Regions from separate parts of the Mus musculus genome. Here all the other regions are linked to region 1. The links are chromatin contacts, called in public Hi-C and HiChIP or PLAC-seq maps. All regions are on one chromosome and are shown on one strand. The core of a region is the stretch at or near the end of the contact, and the rest is flanking DNA. Distances in the headings are between cores, read along the strand shown.

What was found. A called contact is a pair of places that touch in the nucleus more often than the background predicts. HiChIP or PLAC-seq counts read pairs in DNA pulled down with a chosen protein or histone mark.
Region 2: a FOXA1 HiChIP or PLAC-seq map of pancreatic cancer cells shows a contact between it and region 1. The contact joins two enhancer-like sites. A contact is called at or near these places in 1 of 15 datasets of contacts at CTCF or cohesin (the NIH/3T3 cell line), 1 of 484 Hi-C or Micro-C datasets (cerebral cortex) and 1 of 115 datasets of contacts at active chromatin or transcription factors (pancreatic cancer cells).
Region 3: a Hi-C map of uterus shows a contact between it and region 1, with 5 times the contacts expected there. The contact joins two enhancer-like sites. A contact is called at or near these places in 8 of 484 Hi-C or Micro-C datasets (cerebral cortex, forebrain, uterus and 1 more) and 1 of 115 datasets of contacts at active chromatin or transcription factors (neural progenitor cells).

The regions. Positions count from the first base shown.
Region 1 is chr10:98,211,379-98,215,402 of GRCm38.p6, forward strand. No RefSeq gene overlaps it. Among named protein-coding and RNA genes, the nearest start is that of Gm8633, 140 kb to the right of the region's middle. Within about 2 kb of position 2,008, at least 16 of the 459 cell types and tissues checked have an H3K27ac peak or open chromatin away from gene starts, as enhancers often do. A contact at or near this core is called in the NIH/3T3 cell line, pancreatic cancer cells and uterus, where this site is marked.
Region 2 is chr10:98,506,376-98,510,399 of GRCm38.p6, forward strand. No RefSeq gene overlaps it. Among named protein-coding and RNA genes, the nearest start is that of Gm34297, 29 kb to the right of the region's middle. Within about 2 kb of position 2,301, at least 61 of the 459 cell types and tissues checked have an H3K27ac peak or open chromatin away from gene starts, as enhancers often do. A contact at or near this core is called in the NIH/3T3 cell line and pancreatic cancer cells, where this site is marked.
Region 3 is chr10:98,484,120-98,488,143 of GRCm38.p6, forward strand. No RefSeq gene overlaps it. Among named protein-coding and RNA genes, the nearest start is that of Gm34297, 51 kb to the right of the region's middle. Within about 2 kb of position 1,817, at least 31 of the 459 cell types and tissues checked have an H3K27ac peak or open chromatin away from gene starts, as enhancers often do. A contact at or near this core is called in uterus, where this site is marked.

The sequences.
Region 1 (4,024 bases), core at 758-3,257:
TGTGTGCACCCTATCAAACTTGCTTTTAAGAACAATGATGAAGCTCTGAATCCTTGATGTATGTAGTCATTCTAGGACTTTGGTTTTATTTTATTTTCTCAAGTAAAACTCTGAGGAATAAAACCTCTGCCTTTTAATAAATAGAAATCTGACTTATGATTTTTTTTCTTCCACAGATTGATACCTCTATGGCTTTACCCTCTTCAGAAGGTAGGAAAAGGACCTACTTCATCTGAATTCATTGCTATTAAAGTTACTCAGAAGCCCAGAAGAAACTTCATTACCTCAAATGCATTTCACCTACTCAGAAAATAACCATTTTGTAAAAAGCAATCTAACTGTGCTTTAGAACTTCAGATCACAGGTCTACAGGTTTGGGCAGATCATGATCACCAGTCTGCACAGAGTGCTTCACAGAGAACAAGCCCAATGGCACCCATGAAAACCAATCGAGGTAGCAAAGTGTTACCTGCCTTGACAGTCCTGAACAATCCAAGAACTTTATCACCATGAATAGCTTATGTATGAAGCCTTACCATAATGTGATTGCTTAAAGACAAACAAATATTATATGCTGCGTATATGAAAATAGAATATACATTTTGAGGCATGTGTCTCTGTGTGTGTGTGTGTGTACATTTATTTATATATTGTGAGCACAAGTGTGTGAGTGTATGTGGGTGACAGAGATTGATGTGAGGGATGGTTTTTAATAACTCCTCACCTTACATATTAAGACATAGTCTCTCCCTTGATCTCAGAGCTTGCTGATTCAGCTAGTCTAGCTAACCCTCTTAATTCAGGGATCTTCTGTCTCCACCTTCCAAGCACTGGAATGAAAGGTGGCTGCGAGAACTTCTCAGCACTTACACGGGAGCTGGAAATCAACTCTCCTATTCTCATGCTTATACAGCAAGTTTGCTTTGTTTGTTTATTTGTTTTGTTCGTTTGTTTGTTTGTTTTTACCACTGGGACCTCTCACTAGCCCTACAAATTCTTATTCATAACTAGGTGATAGATACCTTTGCTATACATTACATTTAGACCGTATTAATAAAGTATTTCCAGATCGTTTTGTCGCATTGTTTTCACTGTCAAGAACAACTCAAATTTATAACTCACAGCTCTTGACTAGAGGTCCCTTTACACTGAAAGCTGATGCTAAATTGTCCAGAATCTGCTCATGAAAACAAAAACCTAAACATTGCTACTTACCTGGATAGATTATTGTCGAAACTAGCATTTTATCCTCCATTTTTTTTGGTTAGAATCTATCTGGCTTGCCTGTCTGTGGCATTCACTGCTTGATGAGTTATTTTGGTTTTCATTATTTTTTTTTCAAATCATCTTTTTAATATACCATATCATTTGCTAATTTTAAGCATGCCATTCAGTTATAGTAACTTTATTGTCATACAGCCATCACCACCATCTAATTGTAAAACAGTTTGATGTCTCTGCAAGGAAACCTTATGCCATTTTCAGTCACTCTCCGTTTCCAACTTCAGCACCAGAATATTACTCTGCTTCTGTCTCCAGGGACTGGCGTTTTCTACAGAATTCTCACAAACCGATCATGCAGTCTGTGATGATTTTCATCTGACTCTTGAGAAAGCCTTTAACTAGCAACTTTAAAATGACAGTAAAAAAGCATTACTCGAGAGTGACTCATTCTTCCTCGCAATTTTTAGTTCCACCCATTTGATTAATAAACACAAAGTGCCAAGCAAAGATAAAAGCATGCTATTAGCCAAAGAATTTTATTTAGGACTCCAAAATAGATCCAGTTCTTTTCTGTTTTACTTTTCAGTGTAGCAGCATGGATTCGTTCTCCACACCCACGCCTCACCACCAGAAATGGATGTTGACTCTTTGGAGCTCCAAAGATAAAGAATGAAATCCTGTTTCTTCCCTACATTTCACTTTCCCAAAAGACTATAGTCAACAAAGATATATGATCGTTTAGCTTCACTGAAATGGAATTTAGGCCCCACACACAGTAATCTGGACCATGGAGCTTAGCCCAGCATATGACAATGGTCTCACAATTCAGAACTGAGCCTAACCAGGCCACAGAGTCAATACAAGACAAGACCAAGATAAGATAAAGAAATAAAGAAAGCACTGAAGAAAAAAAACTTTAATTTCAGCCACATGTTTATAATAGTGTGGTTTTTAACCACATCTGTGAAATGCAATTTATGACACTGTGTCTCCCACATTCATGGCAGGAAGTCATGATGAATGTATACATGTCTGTGTTTCCAACAGTAACACAGGATCTTCATGTATGGTAGACAACTGTATGGTGGTATTTCCAATAGTCAGGAAAAATAGTAGAGGTGTCTGTTTAGTTTGCATCTCACACATGCAGTATAGTGTTCATAGCCTCACCTTCGAATCTTGCATTGCTAGCCACTAAGATGAACTGATCTATTATGAATATAACAAGGAAAATTAACTAAAAGCAAAATTTGAATGCCTTAAATTCTTCTGTGTCCCATATTCTCCATCATCACTAGCCTTGCAAGTTGCTACAGGTTTTAGATCATGTACACATCTATGGGTACAGGGATTCCTTCAAAAGTACACTGAGGGATGGCAATCTAAGTAAACACTTGTAGCAGTCATCAGAACATTGCCTTCCTAAATTGAGGAAAACAATGATTCATCATATACAGACACTAGGTAAGAAATATAAAGGAAAAGAAGATTCAGCTGTAGGAGTCTGTGCCATAAAAAGGTTACCAAGGGCAAAACTGCATGCAGGGGAAGGTAAGTACAAGGGGAGAGGTTCACTTTTCAAAACAAGCCCAAAATAGGTATTCATTTTAATCTATTCGGGGAGGCTGGACTTTTGGAAAACAATTTCCTCTCACTATTGTTTGTTTTTATTGTTTTGTATTTTTTGTCATTCTCAAATCTCATCTCTGCATATACCACTATACAATTTGCTTTACATACTATGGTGTAAACAGGATACAGGAAGAGTAACAGAAATAAACTAAATATATGGACATGTGCATTTGTTCTACAGGACCGTTAAAGCTCCAGGAGTGAGTGTAGAGAGTTTTTAGGGAAATGAATTTGCTTTTCTATATCAACCTGCTCAAAAGATCTGTAATCATAGCACAGAAGTCTCTGTGCTTTTTAGCCTCAGACCAGATCTCATTCATTGCAAATTCCTGCACAAAGTTTTCTTCAAACTTGAGGAGAGTCTTCTTGCTAGCATGCCCTGTATTTATCTCTGATGTTTCATGTTAAACACTGTGTCCTTTGAGTTTAGCTCTCCAGCTTTTAAAATCTACACAGACATATTAAACCCAGGACCAGCTCAACAGCACCAGGCAGAATATCTAAACAAAGTCTCTCCATTTCCCCATGGGACACTTAATTCTATATTCAAGTCTAGATGTCAACTCATTGAATGCACCATCATATACTACAATGAAAATCATTAACCATTCGTTCATTTTTCTACAACAGTTTCTGATCAGTTGAAAAATGCAAATATACAACAGTATATACATGACTATTACTGAGAAAAGTGCAAAAGAGTTATATATATATATATATATATATATATATATATACACATATATATATAAACACACAAGTATGTATGTATATACATATATATAAACATTAATTAATTAATTAATTAATTAGGTGTGTATGTGTGTTTTTTCTCAAGACAGTTTCTTTTTGTAGCCTTGGCTGTCAAAGAACTGGTTCTGTAGACTAGGATGACCTCAAACTCACAGAGATTGATCTTCCTCTCCTCCCGAATGCTGGGGTTAAAAGCCTGTGCCCTCACAGGTCAGCTGGTGAAGACAATATTGAGCATCAGATGAGATATATTTTCAAAAGGAATAAGAACTAAGTCTTCATCCAATAGACCCAAGTCCAGTTACTCATTGCTTCATGGAAAGTGGAAACGCCATAAACTTTCATTTAGCTAGGGAGAAAATCAACAATACAAAAAAATACATAAAATAATTTTAGGAAGATCTTTATAGGAGCC
Region 2 (4,024 bases), core at 1,051-3,550, 300 kb after region 1:
TGGGATGAATCCCCAGGTAGGGCAGTCTCTGCTCTACACTTTGTCTCCATATTTCCTCCTGTGAATATTTTGTTCCCACTTCTAAGAAGCACTGAAGCATCCACACTTTGGTCCTCCTTCTTCTTGAGCTTCATGTGGTCTGTGAATTGTATCTTGGATATTCCGAGCTTTTGGGCTAATATCCACTTATCAGTGAGTGCATATCATGTGTGTTCTTTTATGATTGGGTTATATCACTCTGGATGATAATTTCTAGTTCCATCCATTTGTCTCCAAATTTCATGAAGTCGTTGCTTTTAATAGTTGAGTAGTACTCCATTGTGTAAGTGTACCACATTTTCTGTATCCATTCCTCTGCTGAAGGACATCTGGGATCTTTTCAGCTTCTGGCTATTATACATAAGGCTGCTATGAACATAGTGGAGCATATGTTCTTATTACAAGGGCTGGAGAGATGGCTAAGCTGTTAAAGGCTAGGCTCACAACCAAAGATAGAAGAGTGGCTAACATATCTCAATCTCCATTTGTCAATTAGCCACCGTGAGGACATGGTTCAGGTTCCTCATCTTATATAGTTTCTACGTATGGAGGTTCTCATTTGAAAGAGAAGTAATTTAAAGTGTTGTAAAGTTCCCAGATCACAGTAAGCATTGCACTCATATTAGCCATTTTTATTACCAGCTACCATCTCAAATAAGTAGGGCTTTTTTGAGAAAATGAATATTTCTGATTATGTGGGTTTTGTCATGATTCTAGTTTTAGGTAATATTTTATCTGAGCAGGGCCCCAACCAAACATAAAAATTAAACACATTTCACTTTCAGCATGGAGTCGACTAGAATTGACTCCTGAAATTAGTTATTTGAGAAGCACTTTATATTTTTATTATCTAAATTGTAGAAATAATGGTAAAGTTTCCAATGAACTGTCTCAAAAATATGCACAAGGGACTTCAAAGGTAAAATTACACTGAAGAGTTTGTGTCTTGCCAAGGAATAGTGTTCTATAGAGCAATGCTCTCATCTAATGTGTATAAAGATATAATTAAGACAACATAGTAACCCCCTCTCGTACTTTCGTGAGTTGTACTCTATCTTGTCAGAGGAAAGACAGCTAAACACATTGTCCTAACATGGTATAATGTCCTGTGGAAGATGAACACATGCAGTGTTAGAGTGTTTAGATTTAAGCTTTCATTTCATTGTGAGATGCCCTCACTCTGTAAGCCTTTGCTGGCCTCAGGAGCTTTTAGCGAGTGTATGTGCTTGTGAGTGTTTACTTTAGACATTAAAAAAAGAGTCTTTTATAAATCTCATTACAACTTTCTTTCTCCTACTCCTCCTATGTTCAACCTCCTTTCTTAATTCACAACTTCTTGTTCTTTAACCATTGTTAATACACACACACACACACACACACACACACACACACACACACACACACACACTGATGAGTCCGTGCAGTGTTCCTTGCATGGATATGTGTCTTGAGCTGACCACTTTATTGGATAACATTCACTATGACGGGAAAATATCTATGAGATCTCAACAACATGATTGCCTAAACAGGACCTGAACATTTCAACAAGAGTCGGCATCCTTGCGTAGATGGGAGAAACCTCACAGGGGCCATCTCTATAGAAAAAGCTATAGACAACAAACAATTTGAGGGAGGAAAGAGAGGAAAACAGAGACAGACAGGAGGGAGAGAGAGAGAGAGAGAGAGAGAGAGAGAGAGAGAGAGAGAGAATATTAAGCTTTGTAGATATTAAGGGAATTTTTTTTTTGCTCTCACTACTTGAGACCACAAAAACATGCTTTCTCATCTTAATAAAGTTAATAGAAAAAAAATGGCAATAGTACTGGTTGCTGGTCCCTTTGTTTCTTTAAGTAAATTAAATACAAAACACCTGTATTCAATGCAGGTGCCTAACAGAGTTTTAGAGAGGAAATAATTAAGGCCATTTTCCTCCTTACCAAATCAGTATCCCAAAAAAGAAATCCCAAGGGAGGACTAGTGTAAACACACGTAATCCAACACTCAAGGAGGGGGCTTGCGTTTCTGTCAAAGCACACAGCGACTTGCATTCAGACTTCAAGTACACAAACTCAGGGTGCCTCAGTTGAAGGATGCTGATAAAAACATCTTCTGTGAGTCATCCCAGTATGCAGTGTAAAAAAAAAAAAAAAAAAATGTTGAGGTCTTTCCTCAAAGTGTGAAAGGATATGGGAGCTATTCTCCCACCCACTGGGTGGGGTGGAGTGGCTGGATGTGTCACTGGGTGTGACTGCATGATGACACACCATGATGAAAATCCCAGTGGTGAAATTTCACTGTGCATCAGGACACAAGATTAGACCCCATTCCCCACCCCGTTCACATTCCAGCACAGAAATGAAAGGAAGCGGTAGAATGCAAAAGTGGGTGTACTGTCAGGGAGTCATTTTCAGCCCTTTGAGTTCATGAAGAGGTCTGGAAGACAGATGTATGTGAAAGGAATCATCCATCGCAGCCTCTCTCGCTCTTATCTGGAATGAAGAGACAGCTTTGTCATGCAGCTACCCAAGGCTAATCCTCTCCACTCCCTGCAATCTCCTCAGTCTACTGCCTGAGGACCTTTGAAGCCAGGATTTAAACCCCTAAAATTAGAAGCAGGATTATACTGGTTGCAGACTGCTGAAAAGCTTACCACTTCCTGGAAAGAGCAGGGAATGATGTCTGATTGTCTGTGGAGGGATAAACGGAGAGAGGGAATGTCAATTTTAAGAGAAATAGTGAAGGCCAACTTATCAGGTTCTCAATAAATCTGACTAGTCTTTTTCTGACACTCAGACATACTCATAAGATATATTTTCATACATAGAAACGTTACCCAATTGACTTGAGTGTTTGTTTATAAAATGCCCTATTCTCTTACAATTGATCCCTTCCTCCCTCACCCTCTCAAGTGCTTTCAGTATAGCTGGGTCAGCAACATAGTGCATTACAGTTTATCAGTGGTTTCTCCTTATGACTGCACAGCTATCGGGAGATGAAGTTCCCTGTCACCATCTATCAAGAGATATAGTACTCTAAGAGAGTGTAGTACTATATATTGCTAGCTCAAGTAAAGATCAAAATTCAAGGCATTCTTTTTAACAAATGCATATTACCTCCTACCCTCATGGAGTTGAAAGACAACATGACAAACCATTGGAAATCAGGCACCATCTGTATCCATTTTCATAAATCAAGGCCACCTATATTAGCACAGAGTAAAAATTAATAAATGTATCTTGGTAATTACATTTGATGCTATATTTAGACTATATAATGAATGAAATTCTTGTAAGTACCTGGAGCATAAGGACTATAAGATGACTTATTTCCATACCCCTTCCCATTGCATCATAATGAGGTCAACTGTGTCCATATGATTCCCTTTGGCCAACGAATGCGTATTATGAGAGTCATTTCCAAGCAGAAGGTTTATTAAACACTCTGAATGCTTCCATAAGCTCCTTTGTTTCACTTCTACTTAACGGTAATATTCTGGATATAAAAAGAATCACCAAGTGTGGCCAATAATGACAAGGGAACCTAAAGACCCTAGCCAATCATTGAGAAACCTTACGTGTGTAAGGGTATGACATTCCTCATTGCACTATAACCTAGCCAACCCAAACTAATTCGTACTAAGCAACGTTTCTTGTGATTTTTCAAGAGACCCCGATTTCCCAGTCACAGCTTTTAAGAAGCTTTATTTCCATTAAGTGAACGCCTTCGAAGCAGTTTTACATATCTGAAAGGCACTGAGGGGAAAAGAGAGGAAAGTCTAAACCTAGTGAAATCCTGATACAGCACAGATGGGAGGAGTCCCAGCTGTTCTTCAGCTTCTATTGTATGGATGCTTTCAGGAAAAAAAAAATAGTTTTGCATATCCCCTTCCTGATTCTTCACCGGGGCAAAAGCAAATTCATTACCTACAAAGTGCTAAAAAAAAATGATGCTTATTCTTAGTGCACTAACATGCAACTGAAGGATA
Region 3 (4,024 bases), core at 567-3,066, 270 kb after region 1:
ATGTGACCTCTGTAGGGTTATTTGACTTCCCTTAGGGGTCACAACCCACAGGTGGAGAACTGCTGGCCTAAGTTAAAAACACAAATTGAATGCAGATAGTTGGAGGGCAGAATTTTATGGGAGTGAGAAACGTGTATGAAGACTGCATGGGTATGAAGTTGGTGCTTCCAAGAGCAACATAAGGTTACTATACTTTTAAAAAGTTAGCAATCAGTCCAGTCGGAGAACGTGTTTCATAAGAGGTATGCAGAAACCAATTTACAGAGACAGTGCTGGATGTGTTTGATCCTGCATCCTTCAAGTGCTTCCCTGGGTGCTGCAGAGAGGCCAGCATCATGGATACAGCTCAATTTTCAAAATACACTGTCTTAGTTAGTCACTGTGACCAAGCCAACTTATAGAAGACAGAATTTATTGGTGCTTACAGTTTCAGAGGGTGAGTCCATGATGGGGTGGGGAACGTGGCACCAGACAGCTCAGGCCTGGCAATGAAGCAGCAGAGGAGAACTTTCATCTGATCCATAAACATGAATCAGAGAAAGAGCCAGAGAACTACCTAGGAATACCATGGGCTTTGTAACCTCAAAGAACACCCCAGTGACACACCTCCTTCAACAACGCCACACCTTCCAATCCTTTCCAAGCAGTTCTCCCCATTAGGAACCAAGCTTTCAAATAAATGTCCCAATGGAGGATAATCTCATTCAAACTATCACATGTTCTCTGACTGAATGGAGGCAGTGTCAAACTAAAAGCAAATTTTGAGACCAGTTCAGCAGGGAAGCACCCACACTGTCCTTGCCGCTATCTGCAAACCTTCACTTCTGAATTTCTCTCCTGCTCACCTTCAGAAGGCCTTTTCCTCTCAATTGCTTCCTGTCCGGCCTTCTTGTGACTGAACCATGGACCCCTCTTCCCGACCTTACACTTTCTGTCTCCCATCCTCTCATGTCTTCTTAAAAGATAACACCTGTATTTCTGTCTTTGGCTTTGGAATTTCAGTCATAATCTATATGACCAAATTGTTGTTGTTGCTTCACATAGTTTTAGAAATTATGACAGAGACCAACTGTGATTAGCCATTGGTATCAGCTTAAGGACTTTGCAAAGCACAGAGTCCCTAGGTTTGCTTGTCATTGTTTCCAATCAGTAGGCCTGTGGTGTGGCTGAGACATTTGTGTCCTTAAATAAATAACCCGGAATAATACCAAAGACCATCCATGTTTCAGCACCCTTGCCTGTCACACAATAATCAAGTTCATATCACACCACTTTAGTTCAAATGATTTCTAACACCTTTAGCTTCCAGAGATCACTTGCAAGACATGCTGCCATGCCTATTTGGAAGTCATCAACCAACAATTTTTCAATGATTCTTTTCTTTCAAGACAGGTCAACTTCTTTTCTGTGGTGCCTTAATATTTGCCGTTTATAGACCAAAGACACCTGTTCTCTGTGAAAGAGAACTGTTTTTTCAAATTTAAAATTGCAACACGGGATTTTTCTAAATCCTGCAGCCCCGTTTTTATTAGCAGATTGATACCAGTTGTGCACAGTCCTGGCAATAACAAGAAGCAATGTGCTCCTGCTTCCTATTAAGAAAAACAACGTTTCCTGATTTCTTATTACTCACTTGCTTATAAGGTTAAGGTATCAGGTAATGTGAGAGAACTGAAGGGCATAAGCTTATGTGATCTGCTAGAACCAAAGGAAACAAGAGCAAATTCAAAAACTCTGCGCTCCCAAATTTCTAGTCTTCTGTTTCTCGCCTAGAGTCATACTACCTCCCACACCGCACATGTTGTAAACTTTATGCGGCCCATCTGTTAAGGAGTTTGTTTTCCAAATTTGCAGGGGCTTGGCTCTTCTGGACTGAGTACCAGAACTAAATGTGACACAGATTTTTTTTTTCCCTGCTTAATAATTTTCAATCGCAAGGGCACTGATGTCGGAAAAGGTCAGGGGAAAGGAGGCAAGCACCGCAGGAGCGCACTGACTGTTAAACGGCAGGACATAGGCAAGCACATACTTAGCATCCGCCATGATGACAGGCATAGCTGTGCTCAGGGGATGTTGCATTTTTCAGGTTGGTTGTGGGATAAATGTGGGCACAGCTCGGCATTTAAAATGAGGCAGACTCAGACCACGATGTTTCCTCACAGTTAATGCAGAGACCATAGATAATAATTATGTTGCTGAGCCCACAGAGAATTTTTACGACTGATCCTCTATTAAACTGGCAAAACAAGAGGATAATGTCTCCAGCACTAACAAGTTGGCAGGGAAGTCGCTGGCAGCTCCTCCCACTGATGTTCCATCTGTGTGAGCCTTCAGCAGGATCCAGGATATTGTTTCCCTACACAGGTTGTTCCTGCAGTATAATCAAGAGAGACTGAGTGTAGATAGCTTTATTGTTTTTGAAAAAAAAAAATCACTGCCACTTCAGGGTAAGCAGCTCCTGGGCTGGGCACCCTCAGTTAAGTCTTGCTAGGAAGAAGCAGCCATGCGGTGACGTCAGCAGGAAAAGAACCATTTCGAAGCACCGGCTTGTCCAAACGACGTGAAGTCGCAGGAGAAGAAGAACTGCTTCAGAGCAGGATTCATTTTAGAAAATCCTTTTGAGTCCCTTAATCGAAACTTAAAAAATTGCTTTTGTTTAAAAATACCATTTTTGCTGGTGGCTAATAACAGAGCGCGTTTGCCCAACCTTGACTCTCCTCCGGTGTCCTGGTTACTGGCTCAGATTTTCCTCTTAAAAAATAACAGTTAAATGTTGAGGGAGAAAGATCTGTGAAGGCAAAGGGGGTATATAAACCAGCTGAGTCAAATCCTGAGTCAAACTCCTGTGTCAAACTCCTGTCATGACGTCTGTCATTGTACACTTGGCATGCGATGCAGAAATGGCCTCTGGACAAGCCAGGCAGCTGCCTCCATAGATTTCCTAAATACTCTTCTGATATTTAAGACATATTTTAATAATGAATTTACTGCATATTGTGTCTTATCCATTGTGTGTCCAGAATAGGGTCTCACTGGACATACTTTCTTGCTCTGATAATGGAAATGGATTCTAAGTCATCACTTAGATGAGGGAGAATGTTAAGCTAGTCAACCCTGCACAAACACATGGTACCACATACAACTCACTTTGGCAGAGGATTATATGTAAATCGCAGGTAAAATAGGCAACATCATGGTGCTTGTTTGCGCCAGCCTGGTTGTCCATATTTAATAGATTTGAATCTCACCCCAGGAAAGAAATACTATTATTATACCCTGTTTTTCAGATGAGGGGATCGAGGCTTAAAAGTAGTTAAACTTGCCTAAGACCTACCCCCTAGTAAGCGGATATCTTTATAAAGCTCAAGTTCTCCAGCCCTACTCTGGGTGGGACAACTAAAGGAGGCCTTGCAATTCTGCTGAGCCATTTTTAAACCATCTCTAAGACCTTACCAAAAAAATCAGCATAAATCAGACAAAGGCGGTTTTCGTCATCTAGTGCATGGGTCCTCCTCCATAGCATTCGCTTTAAATTCATTTCCATTGGTTAAAGGGGTTCACAAAATGATCTCCTTCTCTCTTGTCTTTATGTATTCATCCCCACACTCCTACCATACATTGGTTCAAGCCCCTCTCCAGCGCCAAATGAGATAGAAACAAAGAAAAATATCAAAGCTGTGAGAGACGCCAACAAGCATCTACAAGGTTAGTCCTTCCCTGGAAATTTCCATCATTGTCTGATTCACTCAGCAACTCTTGCTCATCTAAGCACAGGACCAGCAGAGCTTTTCCCTACCTGCGGCACCCTTGTTGTTTCCTACTGTCCTTTTTTCGGGGTTACAGCTCACTATATTGGGTGGGTTGGTGAGCAGGGGGAGGGGAATAGGGAGGGGATTTTCGGAGGGGAAACCAGGAAAGGGGATAACATTTGAAATGTAAATAAATTATCTAATAGAAGAAGAAGAAGAAGAAGAAGAAGAAGAAGAAGAAGAAGAAGAAGAAGAAGAAGAAGAAGGAGGAGGAG